Linked DNA regions of Mus musculus: regions 1, 3, 4 and 5 are each linked to region 2. The links are chromatin contacts, called in public Hi-C and Micro-C maps. All regions are on one chromosome and are shown on one strand. The core of a region is the stretch at or near the end of the contact, and the rest is flanking DNA. Distances in the headings are between cores, read along the strand shown. Region 1 has its middle 28 kb from the start of Gm33643. Region 2 overlaps B930092H01Rik (RIKEN cDNA B930092H01 gene). Region 3 overlaps Gm34828 (a long non-coding RNA gene). Region 4 has its middle 16 kb from the start of Gm34770. Region 5 overlaps Gm51680 (a long non-coding RNA gene).

What was found. A called contact is a pair of places that touch in the nucleus more often than the background predicts.
Region 1: a Hi-C map of the N1E-115 cell line shows a contact between it and region 2, with 10 times the contacts expected there. The contact joins two enhancer-like sites. A contact is called at or near these places in 17 of 484 Hi-C or Micro-C datasets (the AML12 cell line, the N1E-115 cell line, adipose-derived mesenchymal stem cells and 11 more) and 3 of 115 datasets of contacts at active chromatin or transcription factors (embryonic basal ganglia, embryonic forebrain and pancreatic cancer cells).
Region 3: a Hi-C map of cerebral cortex shows a contact between it and region 2, with 2.0 times the contacts expected there. The contact joins two enhancer-like sites. A contact is called at or near these places in 2 of 484 Hi-C or Micro-C datasets (cerebral cortex and cortical neurons) and 1 of 9 other capture datasets (embryonic stem cells).
Region 4: a Micro-C map of the G1E-ER4 cell line shows a contact between it and region 2. The contact joins two enhancer-like sites. A contact is called at or near these places in 7 of 484 Hi-C or Micro-C datasets (B cells, the G1E-ER4 cell line, bone marrow-derived macrophages and 3 more) and 10 of 115 datasets of contacts at active chromatin or transcription factors (T-cell acute lymphoblastic leukemia, acute myeloid leukemia, embryonic stem cells and 3 more).
Region 5: a Hi-C map of the N1E-115 cell line shows a contact between it and region 2, with 7 times the contacts expected there. The contact joins two enhancer-like sites. A contact is called at or near these places in 2 of 15 datasets of contacts at CTCF or cohesin (CD8 T cells and large pre-B cells), 4 of 484 Hi-C or Micro-C datasets (the G1E-ER4 cell line, the N1E-115 cell line, bone marrow-derived macrophages and 1 more) and 4 of 115 datasets of contacts at active chromatin or transcription factors (CD8 T cells, Th17 cells, memory CD8 T cells and 1 more).

What each region holds. Positions count from the first base shown.
Region 1 is chr9:60,894,080-60,897,982 of GRCm38.p6, reverse strand. No RefSeq gene overlaps it. Among named protein-coding and RNA genes, the nearest start is that of Gm33643, 28 kb to the right of the region's middle. Within about 2 kb of position 2,307, at least 12 of the 459 cell types and tissues checked have an H3K27ac peak or open chromatin away from gene starts, as enhancers often do. A contact at or near this core is called in the N1E-115 cell line, where this site is marked.
Region 2 is chr9:61,275,347-61,279,386 of GRCm38.p6, reverse strand. All of the region lies in intron 3 of B930092H01Rik (RIKEN cDNA B930092H01 gene), which reads left to right. Among named protein-coding and RNA genes, the nearest start is that of Gm51681, 6.2 kb to the left of the region's middle. Within about 2 kb of position 1,581, at least 130 of the 459 cell types and tissues checked have an H3K27ac peak or open chromatin away from gene starts, as enhancers often do. A contact at or near this core is called in the G1E-ER4 cell line, the N1E-115 cell line, cerebral cortex and 1 more, where this site is marked.
Region 3 is chr9:61,751,481-61,755,872 of GRCm38.p6, reverse strand. All of the region lies in intron 6 of Gm34828 (a long non-coding RNA gene), which reads left to right. Among named protein-coding and RNA genes, the nearest start is that of Gm34828, 69 kb to the left of the region's middle. Within about 2 kb of position 1,897, at least 70 of the 459 cell types and tissues checked have an H3K27ac peak or open chromatin away from gene starts, as enhancers often do. A contact at or near this core is called in cerebral cortex and cortical neurons, where this site is marked.
Region 4 is chr9:61,675,372-61,679,788 of GRCm38.p6, reverse strand. No RefSeq gene overlaps it. Among named protein-coding and RNA genes, the nearest start is that of Gm34770, 16 kb to the right of the region's middle. Within about 2 kb of position 2,473, at least 24 of the 459 cell types and tissues checked have an H3K27ac peak or open chromatin away from gene starts, as enhancers often do. A contact at or near this core is called in the G1E-ER4 cell line, cerebral cortex and cortical neurons, where this site is marked.
Region 5 is chr9:60,993,876-60,998,221 of GRCm38.p6, reverse strand. Gm51680 (a long non-coding RNA gene) reads left to right here. Exons shown (of 3, transcript XR_003948176.1): 2 at 2,048-2,179. Among named protein-coding and RNA genes, the nearest start is that of Gm5122, 21 kb to the left of the region's middle. Within about 2 kb of position 2,916, at least 10 of the 459 cell types and tissues checked have an H3K27ac peak or open chromatin away from gene starts, as enhancers often do. A contact at or near this core is called in the G1E-ER4 cell line and the N1E-115 cell line, where this site is marked.

The DNA.
Region 1 (3,903 bases), core at 1,058-3,557, 380 kb after region 2:
AGTAAGAGGGAAAGGGTTGGAATCAACTGGGTCTGGGGGCGGGTACAGTAGGGCAACCTGGGGGGCATGCCCATGGGACAGGTCTGTCTGGGCAGAGAGAGAAGACTATGATGGGGCTAGATCCCCACAGGACTAAGAAAGCAGATGTAAGCTGATTGTAACTGTGGAGACATTCAGACCTGCATGACAAGACCTGGTGGTCAACAGTCCCAAGCATGCCTGGACACTTGGTGGTCTGCTGGAAATCTGGCTTCTAGGGCTCTGGGAGGAAGATAATAGTAGTACATTTGTTGAATGTAAAAGTGACACAAAATTGTGAGGAACAGCAGGTCGCCGGTAACAAAATTCTAATCAGTCTCAGCAGGGTCAAATGGTGGGCCATGGCTAGATCATGCTGGTAAGAACCAATGACCAGTGTTGTTCTGGTTGTTTCAGGGTGTGGTGTCTACAAAGTCACAGGGAAAACCATCGGATACTGCTCATGCCGCTGTTCTGGGTCATGAGAGTCAGGATCCTCTCAATTTCTTGTAGAATGGTGGGCTTCTTAAGTCCAGGAGGAGGAGCCGTCCCTACCAGGACAGTGCACGGCCGGGGCTTGTTAAGTCCACTCCTCTAGGGACTATCTCTACCAGGCAAGCCAAACAGACCAGCCAGTCTCTGTCAGGCCCCCCACAGGATCCTGCAATGAGAGGACTCTATGTTTCCTTGTGCAAACTGTGTTAGTTCATTTTGTGCTGCTGCAACAGAATGGCTAAGTCTGGGTTACTTATAAGTTAATGAAAATTTCTAAGCTTGTGATCTGAGGGCTGAAGTCTTCAAACAGCATGCTGTTGGCACCCTGCTGAGGGCTTTCTGGCTGTGTCCCAGCAAGGTAGAGAAACAGAAAGAGAACTGGCCATACGTAGAAGAGGTCACATGCAAAGGCAGGAAGATTAGGGACCAGCGTGCCTCTTTTTCTATAACTGTTTTCTGGTAGAACAAAGAAGGGTACCAAGAGAACTATGTTAATCTCTTCAAAGGTGATGGCCTTCGGGCAACAACATAATTATCTAATTATCACTCACTAAGGTTCATCACTTGAAGGCGCACCACCTCCGCAAACTGCCTCACCTGAGACCCACCTTCCAGCACTTAAAGCACAGCCCTGGTCTGTAGTTTGTGGTCCTCCAGGATTAACCGTGGTTTAACCTTTCCTGTGTCCTGGGCAGAAGCTTATCCCACTCTGATACCTGACAGGTAGTAGAATGAAGAGAATCCAATAGGGCGCTCATCTTTCTGTCCATCAAGGCCAGCAGGGTACCAGCTCATGGTCAGTGTCGGAGAAACAACTCAGGGGCCACTAATGTGATTGTCCAGATCACTGGGCTAACAGACACCTGCCTTTAGGAAAGCCCACCCTCATTTCTGAGTATTAAGCAAAGTCCGCAGCCTTCCGTTCATTGTAGCCTAATCCTCAAAAGTTGAACGCCCTGAAAGTGTCTAATTATACATTTTGCACAAATTCCAGAGGCCAGATTTAGAAAAAATAAGCATTGTTAACTTGATCATTTTCTTTTCCTTGCCATATAGAATGTAAAATCTGAATATTCATTCATTCATTCATTCATTCATTCACACATACACATAAACACACACATACCCCATAGATTTTCTTGCAACATAATTGGGATCAACAGTATCATCTTCAGTTTGAAATTAACAATAACTCTCCTTCATTAAGAGATTATCATTATCAGTTGGTAAAAATGCTTGCTGCACAGGCACAAAGCCTCAAGCCCTCGGAAGCCGGGCTCAGTGGTGCATGCCTGTAGTTCCGGTCCTGGGAGGTGGTTACAGGCTCACTGCAGCTCCCTGGCCACCCAGCTGAGTACAAGTTCAGGAAGAGATCCTGTCTCAAAAACAAAGGTGGAAAGCAATAGAGGAAGACACCCCTCATTGACCTCTGGGTTCCACTGGCCTATGCACACACGAGACTGTGACACACGGAGTCTTTGATGGTACCCGTTATGGTCAGGGCATAACATTACATCACCCCTGGGTTCCGTGACCCATTACCCATTACCCTCTCGGGACATGCTAATTCTGGGGCTGCACTGCCATGTGGGGCTCAAGAATCTTTCCCCAGACTCTCCGTGCAGTTTCCCCCTTCCCCACCTTCTCACCACACCTGCACACTCCTTTCTGGTAGCCTTGGTGTGTCTGTGCCCTCCCTTCTCTTCCTGCTGCTCACATCAAGGGTTCCCTGTTATCCCTATGGACTGGTTCCTGTGACTCTTAAGTCTTCACAGTCCTGCTGAGGCCACCATGGCTCTCTCCTGCCACCTCCTGCCCACTTGCAATATCTGTGACACTCACATAACCCTTCCAAAGTAGGAGGACTTGGGAGCAGACAGACTTAAATCTGCATGAAGAAATTTAAGGGGGTTAGGAGTCAAATACCCACACCGTTTCTTCTCAAAAATCGACACTGAATGCTGACAGACCTGCCCTAATCATGCCAAAATAAAACCAGAGGCCTTTGTCTGGAATATACTTAGTACGATTTCATATGAGGCTGTCTGACTAAACAGGAGGAGAGGGAGAAAGGACAGGAAGGGAGGGAGGAGGGAAGGAAAGGAGGAGGAAAGAAGGGGAAAGAGAAGGAGGGAGAGAGAAAGGAATGGAGAAAGGGGAGAGAGACTGGGAAATGGAAGGAGGAAAGCAGGAGGGAGGAAGGGAATGAGGGAGGGAGGAGGGGCATGAGGGAGGGAGGAAGGGAATGAGGGAGGGAGGAGGGTGAGCAACTGATCTAGGCACCTCAGCAAGACAGAGCTCAGATCAAAATGAGGAAAAGGCTTTATAAAAGAAATTGTCCTGCAAGGAAGCATGCTGTCGGGAGGTCACTGCTCTGCTGAGGCTCAAGAACAGGTGACATCCCTGTGACCCATGGAGCTGTAGTCCCCTCTTCTTAAGAGGCACCTGGAGAAAGGAAGCCTCGGTGAGCCCTCTTTTCTGGGGTCACTTGGGGCGCAGAGGCAGAGATGCGTGGTTACTTCCTAAGGTGAGTCCTCAAATAGCATCTAAGGCCGGTTTCACTAGCTCTTCATTCATGACACAGAGAGGCTCTGGGACAGTCACAGTGTGCCCCACACTCTCTAAGCCAGAGGCCTGAGCTCCCATGGTTCTTTTCCAACACCCCTGTCTGCAGTCATACACACCATGGCCACTGCAATAGACACTTGGGCAGCACTCGTTCATCTCTCCCTCTAGCCTCGTGCAAAGAATAATCAGCAGAGGTGACACACGGGTGCCTGAAAGGACAGTTCCATTTGTACTGGGGAGAGAGACGCATGAAGAAGGCAAATTCCTGAAGGGCCCAGGCAGAGGACTTGTGGAAAGACATAAAGACACCAGAAGGGACGAGACTAGGACAGGAGTTTGAGGGAGCAGCATTTAATATGTCAGTAGCCTTGTGTAGTCAGACAAGGGCTGAGCAAGGTAGGACACAAAGCCAAAGAGGCAGATGGCGTTAAAAATTCCTATTCTGCAAATTAAAGAACTTGGGCATCATTGCAAAGGCCATGCAGGACAACAGTGAGAACATGGAGAAGAGAATGTGGTGGCAGATCCCCAGTGACAGGACAATTTGGTGAGAAGCATGGTGGCACAGAGACAGACACCGGTGGAGGCATCCCACCCAGGATTTTCATCATAGTGTGTGGGTCAGGAGGAGGACAGGGGTCTACCCAGAAGTGCTGCTGCATGGATACCAGTAGGTCTACGAGCAGGATGGATTCTGGTCAGCCCCATGGTTTCCGATTTGGACACCTCACATAGATGAGAGAGCCATTGCTCTAGAATAGTCCACTAGTCTTTACTAGTCCACTTGCACAAAACGATACAAAACAAGCCAGGCACACCACC
Region 2 (4,040 bases), core at 332-2,831:
AGGGAGCTCTCCCGCAGCAGCTCTCTAGGGAAGTAGGACACTCAGAGGCAATTTCCTGGAGTCCCCACCAGGCCCTGGGAAAGCTGAGCAGTGGTCTGGGAGCCTGGCAGAAGGCTGTCCCTCCTCCCTCATCACCTTTCCCTGGGCTCTGCCTGCTGCCTGCTGACAGGACCCAATTAGCATCCTTCTGAGAGGCTGGCAAAGCAAACAAAGAGGAGAGGGATCCCCAGGAGAGAAGACCCTGACAGTGCAGGTCCTGAAGGCCCGAACACAGGCCTTGGACTCAGCCCAGCCTGGAATCCCAGAGCTCCACTTTGCAAGCCCTGTGACTCAAGATAGCGCAGTGGCTTGTTGGAGAAGCAGGTCTGTTTGGGCTTCAAAATTAAGTAAGAATGAGATTTATGAAAGCCATTGAAAGGACGAAAATACGGAATTCACTGGGACCTCCCTGGCGCCAGGCTGCAGATATAATCTGTAGCTCAGGGCATGGGGGGGGGGGGAGGTACTGAGTCTGGGATCTGTGTTTAAGTCTCTGCGACTGGCTGGTGCACCCCTGAAGACGAGTCTCACCTCTCTTGGTGTCTTCATCTGTATCCTGAAAACACTTACAGTGTTTCCCCCAAAGGAATGAAAGAGAAAAGTGAAACTGCCTGGCTGGGAGGGGGGTGGGACTGTGACTCAGAGAGGGTGGCACTACTTTTCTCAGCGCCCAAGTGACTGCCTCAGGTGTGTGTCACCATGCCACCTTGGGACAGCCTGACCAGGTTTAGAGGGGTGGCACTTCCAAGTCCTGGATGACCCACAGCAGCCCGCCTGCCCAGCGGTTAGCTCAGGAAAGCCTCAAATTATACAATTTATGAAACTCGATCCAGTTTTCCGTCTGGAACGTGTGATTAGAAAGATTACACATTGCCTGTTGCAATTATGGTAATGTTGATGTGTGGACAGATAACTGGCAGCGGAGCTGTTCTCAGCCATCTATTTATAGGCTCGGATTCTTGCTATCTCAAGGCAGACATATGGGCCATGAAGGCAGGCGACAAAAAAAAAAAAAAAAAAAAAAAAAAAAAAAAAGCCAGGAGGGGGAGCGTGAGCCTCCCTCGGAATGAAAAGACACCAAAGGAAGCCGTAATTAGGGCTGGGACTGGCTTATGTAAATCAGGTAATACTTTCAAAACAGACACGAGATCCGGTTTTAATAAAGCACATTGGAACAAATGGCGGAATAATGACTTTAATAAATCTAAATACAAATATTTTGTTTCGTCTCCAAAATGAACAGCCCTGGCATCTGCCGAGCTTGGGCCCGGGCGAGGGGCGGCGCTCAGTGTTACTGCATTCTTACGCTCCCTCAGCAGGCTTGAGGATTTTAATTTTTAGCCTTCTGCTAAATTACACGGGCTGTCAGTCAACTGTGGGAGATATTTTGAGTAGCGAGATTTATACAAACACACAGAGCACACTCAGAAGGCTCTGCACAATATCTTTTACACCAACCCAGCATGTAAATCACAGGTTGTTCCGGGCCTTGAATTACAGCTTTTCTGGAGATAGACTGCAGAGACATCATTCACCAGTAGGAGGGATCTGGTGGCACTTTCTCGATGCCCTTCTCACCCCAGTGTGAATCAGAGGCTGACTAGGAGAGTGTTCTTTTGCACTTCCCACCCCAGCTCTGCTGCCTGCGCCTGCGGTTGTTGATCCATGAGGCAAAGAGGCTGCCCGTGTGTGCTCTGATTAGTTAAATAATGTTGTCCTGGACACAGACCGATCTCTTCAAGTGAATAAGACTAGGCATGATGGCTCGTGCCTATAATTCTAGCACTTGGGAAGCAGAGGCTAGGTGCTAGAGGATCTCAAGTTGGAGTTCAGGCTGTGATATAAGTGAGTTTAAGGGCAGCCTGGACGACTTCTTGTATGCTGATGGACAGCTCTGCGGTAGGCAGTCCTGTGAGCATCACTTCCTCTGGTCTTCACTATACCTAAACACCCATGCTTCACTCACTGACATTTTATGTGATATATTGTTCTTCTTTACTTAATAGAACTAGGTTTTGTTTTATGTATGTATTTCTCATGCTATTTTAAACTACTGTCCTCAAGTCTATGGATTCTTTTTTTCAACAGTTTTTTTTTTCTTCTTCTTCTTCTTTTTTTTGTTCTTCAAGACAGGGTTTCTCTGTGTAGCTCTGGCTGTCCTGGAACTCACTCTGTAGACCACGTTGGCCTTGAACTCAGAAATCCACCTGCCTCTACCTCCCAAGTGCTGGGATTAAAGGTGTGCCTCACCACTGCCCCGCCAAATCTATGGATTCTTAATATAAAGGCAACACACATTTCAAATATGTCTCTACCCACAAGGTTTTGAGTGGTCCAATGATTCCGCTTACGGAAGTTTGTTCCTCAGAGTAGTAATGTTGGAAGGTGATGGAACCTTCAAGAAGCGGGGCCTCCAGAGGTAATTTATTAGGTTATTAGGTCCTGGAAAGGGTCTAATGGCATCCTCATGGAGTTAGTTCTCTAGAGAGGACATTCTTAGAAAAAGAACAGGACCACCCACTCCACTCCTTAGCTTTCTGATTTGCCACTCAGGCTCTCTGTCTTGCATGCACTCTCGCCATGACACCCTTTGCCATGATGATATAGCCAGGGAAGCCCGGGACAGAACCCTCATCATGCTGGTTGTACTTCCTAAGTATACTTCTTCTCTGTGTATATTACTCCCCTCCCCCACCCCAGGTATATTGTAGCAATGGAAAAAAAAAGCCCAATACTACACACATGGGAACTAGGATTAATGGCCTGTATTTGGGAAGAGCTAGCCTTTATTCTGTCACATTTTGTTTTGTGTTTTTAAACAGACAAAGGTTGTGATGGCAATGTTCTTAAGCAGCCAAAATAGAAATCTGGTGACCTTATGCCACTCTCGTAGAGGCCTGTGAAATCCAGCAGCCAGGCCTCACTCACCCATATCCTCATGTGATTAGAGTTTCTGCACTGCAGGGCAGGGCTGAAGGCATTCAGCTGTTTCTCCTCACCTACATCTATTCACAATCCCCTCTCTACTCATTTCTTCTCTCTTGTTTAACCAGTTCTTTATACATTTGTATAACTGTCCATGCATCCATCTCTCCACCTATCATTCCATTAATCCACCCATCCACTATGCATGCACGCATCCACCCACCCACTTATCCTTCCATTCATCCACACACCCATTAATCCCAGCCACCTGCCCACTCATCTATCCATCTATTCACCCATCTATCTATCCACCCATCCACTCATCCACTATACATCCATTCATCTACCCACCCATCTATCCACCCATCCATCCACCCATCCTTCCATTCATCCTTCCACTCACCATCCATCCATCCATCCATCCAATCCATCCATCCACCCTTCCGTTCATCCATACACCCATTAATCCCACCCACTTACCCACTCATCCACCCACCCATCTACCTATCCTTCCATTCATCCACCCATCCACTATCCATCCACTTATCCATCCACTTATCCATCCATCCATCCATCCACCATCCTTCCACTCATCCACATACCTACCCATTCGTCCACCCATCTACTCACCCATCTATCTATCCACCCATTCATCTACCCATCCATGCACCCACCCATCCATCCATCCACCTACCCATTCATCCACTCATCTATCCACCCATCGTTCCATCCATCTGCTCTCTTACCTATCCACATACCCACCCACCCACCCACCCAACTATTTGACTTGCAGAGCTGCCCTTTCTGCTGCTCTGTCCTCCCACATGGCCGGCTGAGCACTCCTGTTTTTAAGATAGGCCCAGCTGGCAGAATCCCTCCTGCAATAGTCTGTGTCCTTATTAAAGCTGAGATTTCCACCCATCATTTGTTTATATGGTAGCTCTACAAATCTCTGTCTCCCTTCAGCTCTTTAAGAGAGCTCTTTGTTCCTCTCTCCAGCTTCATCCATCACTGAAGACCACCAGTATTTTGTTACAGAAAGATTTCCTGGTTTCCTTCTGTAACTGCCTCCAGAC
Region 3 (4,392 bases), core at 648-3,147, 480 kb before region 2:
AGCTCTCTCAGATCTTTTCTGCTTCTCCTGAGTGATACCCCACCCTAGGAAGAACTGCTCCTCAGACGTGGGAGGGGACAGTCCCAGAACCAGCTCCTGTACCCCCTAGGACAACAGCTGGCAGCTGCTCTTTCCCTTTAGCTACCTCATGATCCCTTATGGTTCCTTTAACCCTGTTGGCCTCTGTCACAGCCTCTCTACTCCTACCTCTGCAGCTACACCATCTAGGGGAATTCTCCCTCCCATGGGGACCTGACTGGTACCTGGGGTACCTATTCTTTCCCTACCCTCAAAGACTCTAATGCCCCAGTCCTCTGCCTGAAGGTATGCAGCAAGCAGGAGGCATTCAGATCTCCATGGCAACATGCTGTCTGTTAGGCCATTCTAAGACATACCGCAAAGGACTTTATACATGGAAACCCCATTGTGGGCCCACGTGACACTACCTGGCTAGGCCCAGTAAGTAGCAAAAGTGTAAGGCCTGGAGATGCGGAACCCAGGTCTGAACTTTAGCCTGGCTATAGGCACAATGTCCCCTTCATTGTGTGTGGTTTTATCATTCCTGGTTCTCATGTGTGCATACACATATATACCTAAACACAAGGCATGCATATACACACACACACACACACACACACACACACACACACACACACACACACATAGATACACACACCACACATACATATATGCATACACAAATACATATCTAAACACACAGGCACGCATATATACACACACACATATATATATACACAAACACAACTGCATACACATATGCATACTCACCTATTTTACACACCATGTGCACACATGACTTGTATATCTTGGGGACAGAAGTTGAGGATGATCAGGGAGGAAGGTCCAGAAGTGGCAAGGGCTAAAGATGGCTGATTGGGCCAGGGAAATCAAGAAGGATTTTTTTTTTCTGGAAGAGGCAAACTGGTCCTGAGATGATTAGACTGCCATTAGAACAGACTACATGGGACCACCAGGTTGCATGGCGGTAGGGAAGTGCATTAAACGTACAAACACCAGGGCCTGGAGAGGTGTCTCAGTCAGTAAGGTGTTAGCTATGCCAGCATCAGGACTTGAGTTCTGATCTCCAGCACCCATATAAAAGCTAGGCATGGTGACACATGTCCAAAACCCCAGAGCTGGGGCAAGTGGGGACATAGGTAGGTCCTGGAGCTTGCTGGTCACCTGTCACACCCAGTCGACCGGACGATCTCCAGGTTCAGTGAGAGACCCTGTCTGAATAAAACAAAGTAGACAGTGGGTGAGGAAGACACCTGATGGGCCCAAATGCTTGTCTATGTGTAGACACATGTCTACAAAAGCAAGCTCACACACCTGTCTATACACATCACACACATCACACACACACACACACACACACACACACACACACACACACACACACACACACACTACAGATCAAAGCCTTCTCACAATCTTCCCGAATCAGGCCCGAATTGGGGGTCGCAGCCCTGAGAACCATGTTGTTTTTCTTCCAAGGGCATCTAGACCCCTCCCCTAAGCCCCACTGCACACTGGGAAGGACAGAAATGAAATAACAGAGGCCGAGGGACTTGCTCAGTGTCTCACAGCAATAGTTCTAAAGCCAGGAGAGAACTCTGTTTCTCTGCTCCCAGTACAGTGCTCACTAGGGACAACTACCTACTCACACCCCCACCCCCAGCTTTCCAGAGGACAGAGTAAAAACGAAGCTTCCCTAGAGACCCGGGCTCAGCCTCCTCCCCCACCCTGCAGCCGGTTCTCAAGATGGCAAGTGGGGGGGTGGATGAAGGTGGAGGCAAAGTGAGAACACGCCTGGAATAACACGACATTTAGAAGCATGAGTCACACTGGCACTTGCTGTTTTCTCCTGCTTCCCCCTCTGCACCACACACCCCCAGGCGCTCTGAGCTGTAGGAACACCGAGTCTGGACAGGGCTTTGGGGAACCTGCCTCAGGGCGCCTGCAGGAAAGAGAGGAGATGGCTCTGAGCCTGGCGCTCCGCCTCCTTGCTTTGTAACTGTCTGATACATTGTACTTCTCTGAGCTCAGCCCAGGACCTTCGGCATCAGGCTTTTCTGTTTCCTGGTGCCACCATCTTCCGCTGGTTCTTGACAAGCTCTCTCTTTCCTGCTGTTCTAGAGCTCTACTGCTCTGGCGTAGTCAAGGAGTCTCTCTGGTGCCTGTGATGGCCGGAGAAGGGAGGACCTGGTTGGGTTAGGGGCTGGGCAGGTAGTATGAAATGCTTCAGACTCCTTGTTGCCAGTCTCAGCTCAGGATCAGTCAGCCTGCTGCATGACTAACGGGGGGATGTGGGACAAGGACAGCCAGTGGTCCCTTGGGCCTCCTCAGCTTGTGCCCTTTGTCTTCACTGGAAAAGGTGACTGGATCTTCTTTAGGGTGTGCTGGACATAGGTGCCTGGGTCTTCCACCTGTACTACCTTGAAGTTCCTACATTGATAATGGAAGAGATGTGTGTGTGTGTGTGTGTGTGTGTGTATACAGACCCAGCCAGATCAGGCAAGCCTACTGGATCTCAGGTCCCTGCAGTTCAACAAACAGTCTTGGGCACACAGCAGGTGCCTGGGACAGATGCTGAATGGAGCCTGTGACCCCCTTGGGTCTTCTCAGTAAGCAGAAGGCTAAATTCCCAAAGTGGTACCTTTGGGCAAGGATCCTCTGTGAGCCAGGGCAAGGGATAGGCTAAGGAGCCCTGTCTATGTGTGCCCTCTGGGGTCTTACTGCAGAGTGATCCCCCCAAAAAACAAAAACAAAATCAAACAAACAAACACCCCCAGACACCTGCATTATATGTGACTCTTAACATTGTATTCATTGGGGCTTAGATGTGGGTGGCACACAGTAGGTGTGCAGTTCATCTAGGTGGTGGAGAGAAGTGAATGAGAAAGAAAAATAGTTGTTGGGGCAAGGTGGGCATGTATAGAGAGCCATTTTATAGATGAGGATACAAAGTTTTAGGGACAATGTAACCTTCCCAAGGTACAACCTGCCTGGTCTCCCCGTTGGTGCCTGCCTGTCTGTGTATAGTCCACATAATGGGTAAACAACTTGCTGGACCACAGGAACCCTTAGTGCTCCAAAAGTTTCCCCTCCTCTTCTTCCGCTCTCTCCCCTCCTCCCTCTTCCTCTTCTCCCTCTTCTCCTCCTCCGCCTCCTCTTAGCCTTTGGTTTTATCATGGTATTTTCAGAAGTGCACACAGGATATTTTGGTCATATTATTCTGACTTCACTCACTCTTGACTTCCACCCCAATCTGGCTGATCCCCAATTTCACACAGACCTCTGTCTACTTTCATATACTTTGTTATTGCACTAATATTATCAGTTGTGCATATGCCTGATTATGCAAAGCTGTCAGAGGACAGCTTTGTGAAGCCCATTCTCTCCTTTCATATTTACATCAGTTTCAGGGGTCAACTCTGGTTGCCAGGCTTGGCACACCTTGCCAGCTATGTATGTATTTATGTATGTATGTATGTATGTATGTATGTATGTATGTATGTATGTATGTGTGTATAATATATGTATATACATATATGAATATATATATTTTTTCTGGTTTTCACATATGAAAGAAAATGTATGATGTTGGTCTTTCTGGACCTGATTTGCTTCACTTAATATAATAGTCTTCAGTTTCATTCACTTTTTTACAAATGACATAATTCCATTCTCCTTTATAGCCAAACAATACTTTACTAAATAGAAAATACTCATCAATTTAGTATATACAATTTCCTTACATATCCATCTGTTTACGGGCATCTAGGCTAGTTCCATACCTTGGATACTGTGACCTTTAGGCAATAAATATGGAAGTGCAGATATCTCTGTTAAGTTGATGTTTATTCCTTCATATGCTGTCTTAGTCAGGGTCTCTATTCCTGCACAAACATCATGACCAAGAAGCAAGTTGGGGAGGAAAGGGTTTATTCAGTTTACACTTCCATACTGCTGTTCATCACCAAAGGAAGTCAGGACTGGAACTCAAGCAGGTCAGAAAGCAGGAGCCGATGCAGAGGCCATGGAGGGATGTTCTTTACTGGCTTGCTTCCCCTGGCTTGCTCAGCCTGCTCTCTTATAGAACCCAAGACTACCAGCCCAGAGATGGTCCCACCCACAAGGGGCCTTTTCCCCCTTGATCACTCATTGAGAAAATGCCTTACAGCTGGATCTTTGTGGAAGCATTTCCCCAACTGAAGCTCCTTTCTCTGTGATAACTCCAGCTTGCGTCAAGTTGACACAAAACTAGCCAGTACAGATGCATACCCAGGAAAGGAACAACTGGGTCTTGCTGTCCTTTAAGGAACCTCCATGCTAATATCCACAGTGGCTACACTACTTTATAATCCC
Region 4 (4,417 bases), core at 1,224-3,723, 400 kb before region 2:
CTCTCTCTCTCTCTCTCTCTCTCTCTCTCTGTGTGTGTGTGTGTGTGTGTGTGTGTGTGTAAGAGAGATACAGAATGTCTTAGTTACCCTTCTTTCTTTGTCCCTCAAAGTCTGCCCTCTTTGAGGCACTAAGGACTCCCCAAAGCTGGCCCATCATGGCCAGACGTCATGGAGCCCAGTCAGGCACAGACAGGCCTGGGAAGATTGCAGTGCACATTAGTGGAGAGAGAGCATTTCTGATGCAGGTGAAAGTGGAGTAGGGGTGTCTTGCATGAATGTCACAGAAAATAAAATAACGTGAAGTAATTACACTTCATTTTATCTCCGTGGGCTCTTAAATCACATCAGCTGTTACCTCAGTTTTAGAATGTGAGATAGACCCACGCCTGACTAAGCAGCAAATTAGCTAGTTATTTTCTTTAACTGCCTCCGGGTCTCCTCAGAGAGGCCCTTCACTTCCAGCCTGGTTGCCCCCCAAAAGGATTTACAAGTCCCTGAGAGCCCTTGCTCTTCAGAAAGAGAGCCTCTCCATCAACCCACCTTTCCCCAGATGCCCCACTATGCTGGGCCTCAGTTTCCCAGTCTGTCAGGGGACCAGTTCTTCTTCACAGGTCTGGTTTAGTGATCTAGCTGCTCTAGGTTTCCCTGGGACCTTTTGGTAGTGAGTTTTCACCGTGCCTGGGTTACCTAACTCTCGCCCTGGAGCATTGAGATAGGAAGGACTCGGGGAGGGGTGACTTAGATCAGCCAGCCTCAGAGAGTGTGTCCAAGATCACATGGCAAGAAGGGAGTCTTGGTGAGGTCTGGGCTTCTCCCTGGGCGGTTGTTTTAAAGTCATCACCAAGCTTGCATAGACAGTCATTTTTAAACTTGGGACATACAGTATAATGGCTTCATGTCAAATACATGAGATCCATTAAAGGGGGAAAAGAGGACTCTGAGTTATTTTACTGACATGATCTGGTCACACGATTGGAAATGCAAATGAGGAGGGTTACTGGAGAATTCCAGTTAGGACTCTTCACCGAGAACGTCAGATGACCCAAGGCCTTCTCCAAAGCTGGGGTACAGAGAAACCTCAGCCCCGAAAAATCCAGAGAAAAATCATGTAAAAATTCTCCAGCTGCCCAGACTACAAGGACTGATTCCCAAGAGGGCCCACATGTAATCAGAGATGGGTCACCTAAGTGTCACTTTGTATAACTACCGGCTTGCTGACTTGGTGGAGGGGAGGGAGCAGACTACCATCCAGGCGGTGCACCACAATCGTGTACATGTATACGTCAGAGTTACACAGGGACACCACATGTGCACAGGCGTGAGACATGGTCACATGGACACAGACAACAGCCCAGCCATGTAGAGCTCATTTGTCTCCCAGCAGTGACTTTTGAAATAAAGATGAAGGGTACGTGTGGATGCTGCCCTCTCCAGCGACTAGAACCTCATAGCTGTCTCGGATGTGAGCATCAAGGTAGCACCTTTGGGAAAGCCCTTTCAGCTCTGTAGGCCACGCCTGGAGGTGCCAGTGCCAGGACAGTGATGTGTCGGCCACAGTTCTTGCAGGACAGGGCAGGACCATCTCGCTTAGCCTGGTCTGGGCCTCTTTAGCTCTCATCAAAGCCACGCACGGCAGTCTATGGTTCTTTCCAGTCTGACCCAGTTCCTCCATGGACACCAGCTGGAGATCTGGGGTGCCTTCTGTGGGTTACAGACAAATCTTACGTGACCGGAATAATTTCTAATAGTTTTACCAGCTGCTAGTATGGAAATATTAGGCATGTCATATTTAAATATAAAATTTCCAAAGCTACAAATTTGGCCTTTTCACAACCTGGAGGCTGTGGCTTCACTAGTCAGGCTCTCACATGGCCCTGGTCACTCAGATGAGTGTCTTCAATCCTTTTATTCAACATACATGTGCTAGGCTCCACCCTCCAGCCTCAGTCGGCTTCCATGCTCTCCAGGTTCTGTGGTAAAACCGAGACCCACCTCTGTCTTGTTTGATAGATAAAGAAGCAGAAGTCAGGGCAAGGGTTACAAAAACTGCTCAAAGAACACATCTCCCCTTTCAGAGAGCTCCAGTATGCAAAGCCGTTTGCAGGCCATGCTGGGCTATTGAGCTTTACCCTACTCTCAATACACAATGCATGTTACCCCTGACATCACCATATGATGCACCTTGCCCCTGCCATACAGTATACCCCATCTCCCCCACACAACATATCTCTCTCCACCCCCACAATGCACCACACACCTCCACCCCTGACACACACCTCACTTTCACCCCCACACCGTGCATCTTCCCAAGGGGAGGGTTCTAAATAAGCCTGGGCTGATTCTCCACTCAGCCCCTGAAGCATGCTTATCATTCCAAGATCTCCACTCCAGCATCCCAGGTCTCAAAGGCTGAGCCAGCGCTCCCTGACAGCTCTGCTGTGGAGACAGGCTTCCTCTAGTCTCCTGTCGCATGCTCCCACCCACTGTCGCCTGTTCTGCGAGCATCGAGTCCACAGTCACTAGCCACCACTCACGGCTTGCTCAGAATGATCCCTCAGATCTTGGACGCTGGCCCGAGGAGCCCTGCGTATGTATAGATCTCATTTTCACACAACAGGCTGCCTAGCAGATGGGGACCCAGACCAGCCTCCAACGTTTAGCTGAGTGTAAGATGTGGGAAACTAGAGGGCTTTGAAGCAGCCCCTTACTGTTGCCAGCGTTCAACCTCAGAATTTTCATGGAGGGGGAAAAAAAACAAACCCTAAACTTTAAAAAAAAAATTAAAAAAAAACAAACTCAACAACAGCAACACACACATATACACAAACCCAACAAAACCACAGCTTTCCTTGCTCCCCCAAACCAGATGGCAGATGGTATGGAACCAGTAAAACACAGCCTCAAGCATTTGTTTACTTAGCAGTGAGTGTAATATGGCTTTGTAGTCCCTTGCTAGGAAACACCAACCTTCTAACCAAAGAAGCGATGTGTTGGAGTGACACCTTGGAGGAGCTGTTGGAGGAACTGTGCCCAAGTGTCACAGGACCCAGGAAGATGGGACAGGCTGAGGCCTCTCTGGTTGGTGGATCAGGAATTCAAGGTCATCCTGGCTACAAATCAAGTTTGAGTCTAGCCTGGGCTAATGAGACCCTGTCTCAAAAAGATAAGGATTTCCTTTCTGATCTGGGAAGCCCCCAGAGAACCCTGTTCCATTCTAATGAACTGATCAATTTGCAAGAGATGTTGGGCTAGCCAGTGGGAGTCCTCATTGTAAGCACTAACTGATGATATGTGTCTGCTGCTTGCCTTTTGTCTCCAAGGCAGCCTGCCACAGGAAGAATATGTCTGTCTCATTGTTGAAACATCTGTGGAAGGCACTGCTCTGGGCCACTCGCCGATGCCAAAGAAGGGCTTGCGCCCCTGAGAAAAGAATCTGTTTTATGGTTTGGGCCTTAGGGTGCTAGAGAATAAGAGCGTTGTGCTTTACCACCGTTCTTTCCGTTGTCATCCAGGAGACTCACAGCTAAAATTACATGCCAAGATTAAATAACTAAATTAGTTAAGTGGCAGAAACCCAAGCCAAACAATTTTAAGTAAAAAGGTAACTTATAAGGTCAAAGAAATACAGATGGCTTCATAGATGGCTGGAATTGTGGTTAACAGGCCTCCCCTTTCTAGGGAGGCCTTAGACTTGCTCTCTCCACAAGCCAGCCACCACAGCCCCAAACTTCTCAAACCTAATCCTAGCATCCATTAGAGTCCCCTTGGGAGCATCTGACGGGTCCTTCTTGACACGTGCTTCATCTGCGGGCTGTTTATAGTAGCCAGAGACTCAGAGGATTCTGACGAGGGTTGGACCGTGTGTGACTTAGGTGGAAGAGGGGACCATCCACTCTATGGAAGCACATGGAACAAAGTTCCTAAGGCATGTGGGGGGAGGGGAAGCAGTCACAGGATGAACCCTAACATAGCTTTTTAACCCTGCCCTTTACCTCAATTCATGTATGTCTTTCTTGAAGATTCATGTTATCAGATGTCTCTTTTTGTAGCAATTGATCCTAAAAGCTATTAACTACAGGTATAGTCTATTCTGAATGGATGAGGGAGAGACTGAAGAGATTCAAGAGTGTATGGGTTGGAGTGTTTCTTTAGTAAACAGTACCCTTGTGGCCTGGGAATCCTGGCACTCATTCTGTTCCCAGGGCTGTGTTACAGACAACGCTGTGGTTCAAGGTCACCTTGACCAAAGCCCGATGACTGCATCTCTGATGGCTGAAACTCAGAAGCCTGACATCTGGCAGGGGCTCTTCCTGTCCTGTGTCTGATTATGGCTTTTCTTTTTCATCCTTTCCCTGGATGCCTCTGCTCCCACTGGCCAACCCAAAATTTCTTGCAAATCAATCAGTTCATTAGAATG
Region 5 (4,346 bases), core at 1,667-4,166, 280 kb after region 2:
CTGAAGATAGCAAGCCTTCCATTTCTGCCCTCTGCAGTCCTGGCCCTAGAACATGGCTCCCAAAATACAATACCACAACACTATCAACAGATGGCCCCTCCCTGAAGGTGTTGAGGTTGTCAAGGGTCTCCCTCCTCCCCCCTCCCTCATCTGTCTGTCTCTCTCTGTCTCTGTCTCTCTCTGTCTCTGTGTGTGTATCTGTCTGTCTCTCCCTCTGTCTCTCTGTCTCTCTCTCTTTCACACACACACACACACACACACACACACACACACACACACCAGCTCAACTACCATGTCCAACAACAGTCTTTTCATTTAAAAGAAAATTAAGGGACTCAGGAATATTCATTCCACAAAGACAAACACTAGGACCAGAGTTCAAGCCCCAGGATCCACATGTTAAAAAGCTGGACATAGTGGTTGGCATGACCTTGTAACCCTAGCACCGGGGAAGTGGAAGCAGGCAGTTCTCTGGGGTTGGATGACCAGACAGCTTAGCCTACTTGGTAAGTTCCAGGTCGAGTGAGAGACACTGTCCCAAAACACAAGATAGATAGCACCTAGGAGTCAGTGCTGTCCTCAGACCTCTGTTAGATCCAAAGGAAACTCCAGTTCCTCAACCTTCAAAAGCCAATCCAACTATGCAGAAATGTTCAACCTGAGCTGCATAGGAGGATTTCTGGTGGCTAAATAAAAGCCAGCCTTCCTCGGGAACTTGTGAGGCCACTTCCCATCTGCCAAAGGGACCATTTCTCTTTTCTCTAGCAGTGGGACCTACGGCTCTCCATTGACACACACCTGTGGTTGAAGTACCATAAGTACTTTGTCTACATTTCAAAGTGCCCACTCCAGCCTCCTGGCCCCTCCCTCCCCACAGATGCTCACCCTCCATGTACGGTGCAATTCTCATCATGATCTCTATTCTCTATATCCTGGTCTTCTTCCCTCTCTTGCAGATAGCCCTGGCCACGTTCAGTCTACTTCTTTTTCTCTCTGCTCTGGACTGTTCCAGATGCCTCTGGCTGTTCTCTCACTCATATCTACAGTTAAAACAAACAAACAAACACACAAAACAAACACAAAACAAAAAAACACAAAACAAACCTTTTTCCTTAGCCATACCATGAAGTAGTCACGTCAGCAGTTTCTTTACTGCACCCACTCACCTACAATCTCTGCATGCATGTGCACACTTGTGCATGACCACATACAATTTCTTCTAAAGATCGTGGCGATGTGGGGCTGGGGGAGATGGGGTGGAGAAACAGAAAGAAGATTCCACTTCCCACAAGCTTCCAGGCAGGGGAGGAAGTGGGGAACAGAAGGCTGCCATTCCAACAACTTCATATGCTTTCTGTAAGTTTGATGCAGCAAGCCGCCCAGCTCAGGGGTCAACTGCAAGCTAGGGGTTGGGGGACAGCCATGTGGCTAATCCCAGGTAAGCAGGCAGAGCCCCAGGTAGGTGAGTGTCTCGTGGAGAGTTAAAGGTTCTTTGGAAAGTCAGTTGGATGGTGTTTTGCTGGAGCAAATACATGAGGAATGTTTCACTGAAGCAGACAAAGGAGAGAGGATGTTCTGCTAAAGCAAGCACATGAAAGGACACATGTTGAAAGGTTCTTTGATAACGACATGCATGTATTGGTCCACCTTACATTGCATAGTTGAGCTGCATTTGTCGGGACTCCATAGAGGGACACACCAAAAAAAACTTCTGGTGATGTGCTGCAGTTTCTGCCACTTCCACAGATTTGTGATGTCATCTGAGACAGCTGCACATGCTGAGGTAAGACCCATGGAGGACACGTAACGTCTTGGTGGGTATAAAAAGGACTCAACAACAGTGACAGAGGCTGAGCTGGGCTTGCTAACAGAGCTAGATGTGCAACGCTTGTGAGTTTTGCGTCTTTATTTGCTTCCTTGAGAGAGGCATAGCCAAGAACTTCTCCTGATCTTCCTCCTGGTCCCTCCTGCTGACTTGTGTCGAGGCTGAGGCCTGGCTGTCTCATGCCACTGCTGCTGATTCATTTTTGCTATCCCGACTCTACAGAACTCAACTGCTGGTGTATCCTGGAAGTGTTTTTGAGTGGATCGAGCTGCCGCTGTCTGCTAACCTGTGAACTGAACTGCCAATTTCCAGACAACACAGATGGGAGTTGCTCCAAAGAACCTTTCTAAACAGGTCCACTTTCCCCATATCCTTTCTTTTCTACTACCTTTGGTGGGTGGTGGGCTAGAAGGGAGGTTAAAGTGTTTAAGAACCATTATTAAAAATAGGCGCTTGAAAAAATTAGTTACAATTGTCTCACCAGCCTTAGTTCCAGGCCCAACCCTGCTATGGAAACCTTGTTTGCCTTTGTCATTGCTGTCACTGGTTTGGAGCTCTACCTCCAGCAGTGTGAGAAAGTGTCCTGGTGAAAAGATGGAACGTGATTGATGGATGCTCACTCTACCCCAGCATCTACAAGTGCCTCCAGCTTCCAGATTTCTAGCCTCGCCTTCCCCTTGGTAACCCTGTCCTGCCTTTCCCACAGTAGCAGGGTAGCCGCTGTCTACTGAGATTCCCTCTGCAAGGATCTGTCAGCTTCCCCATGGCACGGTGTACCATGCCCAATAGGAGAAAGATGAGTCTCACGTGTTTCTCACTTCTGGGATTTCCTCTACTGTTGGTCCAGAACGGCACTTCTTAGAGGCTCCTTCCTACCGTGTCATGATCATTCTCAGTACTATTTGTGTTCCACCTCCCTCTGCATCTAGGTCCTGGACACAAGCCAGCATACCCACCCTCTGTCTCACAAGCAATGTGGCGGTGCTTTAATGTTGTCTGGCTGATGGGTTAGGAATGATGTATGTACACTATGCAGATTAATCTGCCTGCCAGCTCACCCACACCCCCCCTCGCCCCCACCATATTAGAAATTTCCGGTCTTGGGGTTAGGAAGATCGCTTAGTCTGTAAAGCACTTACCTTACAAGCACAATAGCCACCCTCAGGACTGTTGTGTAGAAGTTTCTATAGAGTTGAAACATTGTATCCTGAAGAGAGGAACCGGCTTGTTTCTGGCTTACACTTTGATGTTATCAGTGAGAAAAACCAGAGCAAGAGCTTGAGGCCGGAACTGAAGCAGAGGCCATGCTTACAGGCTGGCTCATTCATGGCTTGCTCAGTCTGTGTTTATATACTACCCAGGACTACCTGCCCAGGGTACATACTACCCAGGACTACCTGCCCAGGGTACATACTACCCAGGACTACCTGCCCAGGGTACATACTACCCAGGACTACCTGCCCAGGGTGCATACTACCCAGGACTACCTGCCCAGGGTGCATACTACCCAGGACTACCTGCCCAGGGTACATACTATCCAGGATTACCTGCCCAGGGTATATACTACCCAGGATTACCTGCCCAGGGTATATACTACCCAGGATTACCTGCCCAGGGTTGATATCACCTCCAGTGCTATGGTCCTTCCCACTGCAATCACTGATAAAGACAATGTCCTCCACAGAACTGCCCACGGGCCAGTCTGATGGAGTCAGTTTCTCAGTTGACGTTCCCTCTGCTCTGATGACCCTAGCTAGCTAGCTACCATGACCTGTGTGTCTAGACCTTGGCCTGATTAGGGTAAGGCTTCAATCCCTCTTCCACATTCACTCAGCACTCCCCCCACCCCCACACCTAGCACATGTGTCAAGTTGACAAAACATATCTGTCCCATGTTTTACTCCACCTGCTCTAAGTATGATTTTCATCACCAAGTATTCTGGGCTCTATGCCTACCCCCAACTCAGAGTGTAGCCCAGCTCATCTCAAAACCTCCTGCCTCCCACATCACGTGGTCCCTGCAGGCCTTCTACTCCCCCCAAGACAGAAGGAGGGAAAGCCACAGGTCTGCAGATCTTCAGTGTCAACCTAATTAGATTGAGTGGTGCCTAAGAGGTATGCAAAGTGTACTTTTGGGTGTATCTGGGGCAGTGTTCCCAGAGACATTTGACGTAGTAACAGAGACAAAGACTAAATGTGAGCAGTACCATTCAATGGGCTGGCAGCCCTGGTGGGATCAAAATGGGAGGAGGAAGCCAGCCAAGCAAGGTCTATTGCTGCCTCCTTCAGCCGTGGATATTGTACACCCTCACACAGGAGTACCCCCACACATGTAAACACGGATACGATCCCATGCATACCACACACAAACACACACTTGAGGGAATGAAGATAAAGAAACCAAGGCTTTAAAAGTTGGTAATTTACCCCCATCACCAATTAATAAGCAAAGTCTATTCTATACACTGGCTGGTTCTCTGACCTTTTCTGCCAACGTCGTCATGGGAACAACTCATAGGCT